2 separate regions of the Sus scrofa genome follow, and region 2 is linked to region 1. A link is a contact called in public HiChIP or PLAC-seq data. All regions are on one chromosome and are shown on one strand. Each heading gives the region's core, a stretch centred on a gene start, on an enhancer-like site or on the middle of the called end of the contact. The rest is flanking DNA. Distances are from core to core; before and after follow the strand shown.

Region 1 (2,691 bases), core at 65-2,564:
ACGCGGCTCGGATCCCGCGTTGCTGTGGCTCTGGCGTAGGCTGGTGGCTACAGCTCCGATTCAACCCCTAGCCTGGGAAACTCCATATGCCGCGGGAGCGGCCCAAGAAATAGCAAAAAGACAAAAAAAAAAAAAAAAAAAAAAGAGGAAGAGTTGAGACACAGAGACACACAAAGAAAAGCACCATGTGATGACAGAGGAATCTGTGCCAAGAACTACAAGGATTGCTGGCAGAGAAGCATGGGATGAATTGCCCCTCAGATCCTTCAGAAAGAACCAACTCTGCTAAAACTTTGATTTCAGTCTTTCGGATTAAGTTTTACTGTTTAAAACCACCCAGTTTGGAGTTCCTGTTGTTGCTCAGCAGTAAGGAACCGGACTAGGTATCCATGAGGACTCAGGTTCAATCCCTGGCCTCAATCAGTGGGTTAAGGAAGCTGCGGTGTAGGCCACAAATGCTGCTCAGATCCTGCATTGCCATGGCTATGGTGTAGGCAACTGTAGCTCCATCCAATTCGACCCCTAGCTTGGGAACGTTCATATGCCATGGGTGAGGACCTAAAAAGCAAAAAATATTCAAATAAAAATAAAAAAATAAAACCACCCAGTTTGATCATTTGTTATGGCAGCCCAAGGAAACTAATACATTTGTCTATTTTGTTTACAGTCTGCCTCCCCAGTGGGCTCCTAAACCTCAGGAGGGCCAGGAGTTTTGTTTGGTTTATTCTCTTCTGTGTTTCCAGGAGGAGGCCCGTAGTAGATGCTCAATAAATATTTATTGCATGTCCGTGTATCAAGTGCTCAGTACGTGCCGGGCACTCTTCTTTTACAAGGCATAAATCACTTGGCACTCATTGCAACCTTCTAAAGCAGACACTATTATTAAGCCCATTTCAAAGGGAAGCAAACTGAGGTTCACACCGGTACGTCTAGCCTATCAAAAGAAGTGCCCTGGACAACGGTCAACTACAATAAAGAGAATCAGAAGAGTAGGAGCTCGAAGGGACACATGGCAATAACCATAGAGCTGCCATTCCTCCATTTGGAAATTGGAGGCACTACCCCGTTTTGCCCACAGCGTGGAGCCCGGAAAAATCACTGAAGATTGCACCTGCGCAGGCGCCCTTACCCACAAGGCCTCCTGCGCCGGCGCACATTGCTCCGCCCCCTTTTGCAGCACTCATAGCGGCACTTTACGACTCTCTCTCTCATTTCTCCGGTAGGAACGCGGCCCGCCCCGCCCCTCGTGTTTAATAGGCCCCGCCTTACTCCGCGTGGATTGGTTGGCCTTCCCATGAGCCTCGTGCTGACTGGCTCGCGTTGCTGCCACTCCATTTCAGCCTAGTGGCGCGCAGAGCTGCAGCTACCGGCGGGAACGTGAGCGGCGGCGGCGGCGGAAGTAGCCCACGAGCCTAGTCCCCGCCGACACCATGGTGAGGGCGGTGCGACGGGGGAGCCGGCCGCCAAGGGCCCTCGGGGCGGTTGTTGGTTCAGGGGCGTTGTGGAGCCAGCCTGTAATCTGGGCCTTGAGTCCTGCCCCTTCGCCCAAGGTGGGGAGGACAGGCCGGAGAGTGGAAGAGCTTCTCCCAGGACACCAAGCACGTCGGTCTCGGGGGAGCTTGGGATTGGATAGAAATGAAATCACAGTATGGCAGTCTGGCAGCAGTCTTCCCATTTTGCAGATGGGGAAACTGAGGCCAGAGAGGAAGGGGACCTGCTGAAGGGCCCGGTGAATGCAGCAGAGTGAGTTTTCGGACGGGGAAATGGCTCCCAGTGCATCCGACCCGATCTGACCTCCTAGACAGTAAAGCTAGAGCACCAGGCAGTAGGGGGCCGGCCTTCTTTCTCAAATTCAGCCAATCTGGGGAATTTCGGGGGTTGTACTGCCCTTGGAATGCTAGCTGCGCAACCTCTTATGCCTCTCCTTTTCAGACTAAAAAGCAGACCCAAAGCAAGGTTAACTTCTTCCGGGGTCACACAGCATATGGTTCCAGGGGAAGGGGGGGCGTTTTCAGCCATGGATGGGCTAACCGTATCCCAGTTTAGAAAACAAAAAAATCGAGGCCCTGGCAGGAAGTCTCCCCAGGGCCATGCCATCTCACAAGTTGTGGAAATTGGAGATCTAAACCAGCGTGCCTGTGTCCCCAGTGAGTGACAGACAGGGAAATGGAGGCCCACACAGAGGAATTGAGCTGGGAGAGAACCTGGCCCATCAGCCCTCGAGTCCTCTAAGATGGTCGCTGCACATTTTTCGGAGCTGACCATGAGGGTTCAGTAATTCTTCTGGTCATTGTAGGGATGGAGAGAAGGGAGCAGCTTCGTTCTCTCTGTTCGTCTCTCTGGAGGGTAGAGTTGGTCTGTGGAAGAATCCATTTGTTAAGCTCCATGGAGATAGGATCTCTGTTTTATCCTCATATATTGCCAGAGCCTAGAACAGTGTCTGTGCAAAGTCTGTGTTCAGGAGTGGCTAAGGCATTACACACTGCCTGTTCCTTGTGGTCGGGGTGGGGCGGAAGCCAAGCCAAGGTCTGGGTGAGGGAGTGGGTGATCAGCAGCTTCCTGAGTTGGGAACCTCAGGACACCATTAAATCCAGTTGTGGAAGTTTCCATTGTGGCACAGCAGAAACGAATCCGAGTAATAACCATGAGGTTGGGGGTTTGATCCCAGGTCTTGCTTAGTGGATTAAGGAT
Region 2 (2,691 bases), core at 63-2,562, 89 kb after region 1:
GTTCCAGTAGAAAAGGCTCTGGGTACAGAGGTGGAGATGGAGGCGGTGAAGGGCGTGGCTCCCTGAGTGGGGGGTGTGGCTGTGGGACAGATGGACCATTTGGTGGCTATTCCTGCCCAGCCCTCTGTGTGGCCCCAGGGAGGATGTTACAAAACAGATATAGTCCATATCTTGGCATCCACATGCCAGGATCCACGACTCTGACTCTGCATCTTTGCCTCCAGCTTTGACCTGGAAAATGGGCTCCCCTGTGGGAGAAGCACCCTGGATCCTCAGGCCGGGTCTGGCCTTGGCAGAATCATCCACTCTGCCCAGCACAGCCAGAGGCGGGAGTCCTTCCTGTACCGCTCAGACAGTGACTACGACCTGTCTTCCAAGACCCTGTCCCGGAACTCTTCCGCGGCTAGCGACCTGTGAGTCTGGCCTGAAGCTGGTGGGATAATACCTCCTTGTACCTTCTTCCATCCTTTATTCCCCCACTCAGTACACCTCCTTCAAGTGACCATTTGAACTGGGCTTTGAAGTTTACATAGGAGTTTGCCAGGCAGCTCACTTATTCAGTCAAGAATACAGAGAATGATATTTCTGTGACCCTCTGTGTTTGACTTTGGGCCGGGGTTGGATGGCAATCCAGAAACATTAAAACCAATCAACAGCAACTGAACAGACACCTTGATTTGAGCTCCCTTGTAGTCATAATTTCCTGCCTCTACTAAGACTGTTTCCTCCTGGAACTCAGGTTCTCTATTTGTGAGATAGGGATAAAGTGAGTGATTGGTCAGAGGGACTATGGCGGCTTTCAGAGAAGAGTCGGGTGAGGAGAGCCCAGGAACTACCAGGGGGATACCCAAAAGAGGTGTCAGGACAAGAGGACGCGCTCAGCTGAGGGCGCAGTGTGGGTAAAAGCTGGAAGATAGGAATGCGTGGGAGGGCTCCTCCTGACCGCCCTTCTATGTCTGGTCTACCCGCAGACACGGAGAAGACCTGATTGTGACGCCCTTTGCCCAAGTGGGTGCCCACCCCTTCCTTCTCCCGTGTGCCTAGCGGGCAGAGCGGAGCCCTCCTTTCCAGTGCTGACCAGCCCGCTCCCGACAGGTCCTGGCCAGTCTGCGGACGGTTCGGAGCAATGTTGCAGCCCTTGCCCACCTGCAAAGCGGTGGGACAGCCAAGTACGCAGAGGGAGGGGATGGGGCGGGGCCTTGCGGAGAGAGGCGGGGCCGAGAACTGGAGAGGGCTGCGCAGGGCTTGTGAAAGAGAAGGGCAGAGCCTGGCGGAGAGGGGCGGGATCAGAAGATAAGGCGGGCCAAGCAGAGGCGGCAAGGGCGGAAAGAGCTCAGCAGGCAACTCGCAGGGAGGGGACGCGGCAGAGGGCGGAGGGGTGGGGCCTGGAGGGCTTGGGGGCGGGGCCATATCGATGGGGCGGGCCACTCCTGAGCGGACTGTACTGCAGGCAGGCATGCGTCGGGAACACCCCGTCTGGCAGTCAGCCCCCTCCACCAACAGGTAATGCTCTTGCTCCAATCCCCTCCTTCTACTGTGGGACAGCTGTGAACTTCCTCTCTAGGGCGACCTCCTCAGCTCATGAATCCTGAGGTGGTGCTGATTGTAAACCACTCCCCCTCCCCGTCCCCCAAATACCCTTGGTGATGAAGAGATCCTGGGGTCCTGAGTGGCCTCGCTGGGAAAGGCTCCAGGATCCAGATGCAGAAATGGGAGCAGGAAGGGCGCTGGGTGACCACGTGGGGGTGGGGCAGGACCCTGACCAGCTTGGCCCCCAGAGGAGACTGGGCAGAAGTTGGCTTTGGAGACACTGGATGAGCTGGACTGGTGTCTGGATCAGCTGGAGACACTGCAGACGCGGCACTCGGTGGGGGAGATGGCCTCCAACAAGGTGAGGAGGGCGGGAACACTGAGCTCACTCGCCTCTGTCCACAGTGCCCCCATCTTCACTGTTCTCACCTTCCCCGGCAGTTCAAGCGAATGCTGAACCGGGAGTTGACTCACCTGTCTGAAACCAGCCGCTCTGGGAACCAGGTGTCCGAGTACATATCCCAGACCTTCCTGGGTGAGCTGTGGTGGGTCGCTGCTTAGGTCACACTGTAGAGATAGGAAGATGGAGGAGAAAGAAAGACTTCTACTACAGACCACAACAGGGAAAGACAGAACCGGACATGGACACCCCTAGCCCCATGGGGCAGGGCTGGACCAGAGGGAAGAACAGAAGGAACTTCCAGGAAGAGGGGGACATTGAAGTTAGGATTTTGAAGCATGAGTAGAAGCTTACCAAGGAGGAGCTGGAGGGAATTGGCTGCATCTCCAGCCTGGGAGATGGAAAGGACTTTTTTTTTTTTTTTTTTTTTTGGTCTTTTTAGGGCTGCACCCGCAGCATATGGAGGTTCCCAGGCTAGGGGGTCTAAGTGGAGCTGTAGCCACCGGTCTACACCACAGCCACAGCAAAGCCAGATCCAAGCCGCGTCTGCAATCTACACCACAGCTCACGGCAATGCTGGATCCTTAGCCCACTGAGCAAGGCCAGGGATCGAACATACAACCTCATGGTTTCTAGTCGGATTCATTTCTGCTGCACCATGGGAACTCCAAGGAAAAGACATTTGACTGGGGAAAAATAGTAAGTTACAGGTGCCCAATTGGCCATGTCCAACAGAAGGGGTCACTGAGGTCAGCCTTGAA

Evidence for each region. HiChIP or PLAC-seq counts read pairs in DNA pulled down with a chosen protein or histone mark.
Region 2: an H3K27ac HiChIP or PLAC-seq map of skeletal muscle shows a contact between it and region 1. The contact joins the enhancer-like site here to the promoter of LSM4 in region 1. A contact is called at or near these places in 11 of 47 Hi-C or Micro-C datasets (blood, embryonic fibroblasts, epiblast stem cells and 7 more) and 1 of 2 datasets of contacts at active chromatin or transcription factors (skeletal muscle).

Annotation. Positions count from the first base shown.
Region 1 is chr2:59,498,246-59,500,936 of Sscrofa11.1, forward strand. It overlaps LSM4 (U6 snRNA-associated Sm-like protein LSm4), which reads left to right and starts at 1,315. Exons shown (of 5, transcript XM_021083528.1): 1 at 1,315-1,433. The coding sequence starts at 1,431.
Region 2 is chr2:59,587,114-59,589,804 of Sscrofa11.1, forward strand. PDE4C (cAMP-specific 3',5'-cyclic phosphodiesterase 4C) reads left to right here. Exons shown (of 17, transcript XM_021083502.1): 4 at 225-413; 5 at 972-1,008; 6 at 1,096-1,169; 7 at 1,451-1,503; 8 at 1,779-1,891; 9 at 1,972-2,065. Among named protein-coding and RNA genes, the nearest start is that of RAB3A, 16 kb to the right of the region's middle. Within about 2 kb of position 1,313, at least 47 of the 83 cell types and tissues checked have an H3K27ac peak or open chromatin away from gene starts, as enhancers often do. A contact at or near this core is called in omental adipose tissue, retroperitoneal adipose tissue and skeletal muscle, where this site is marked.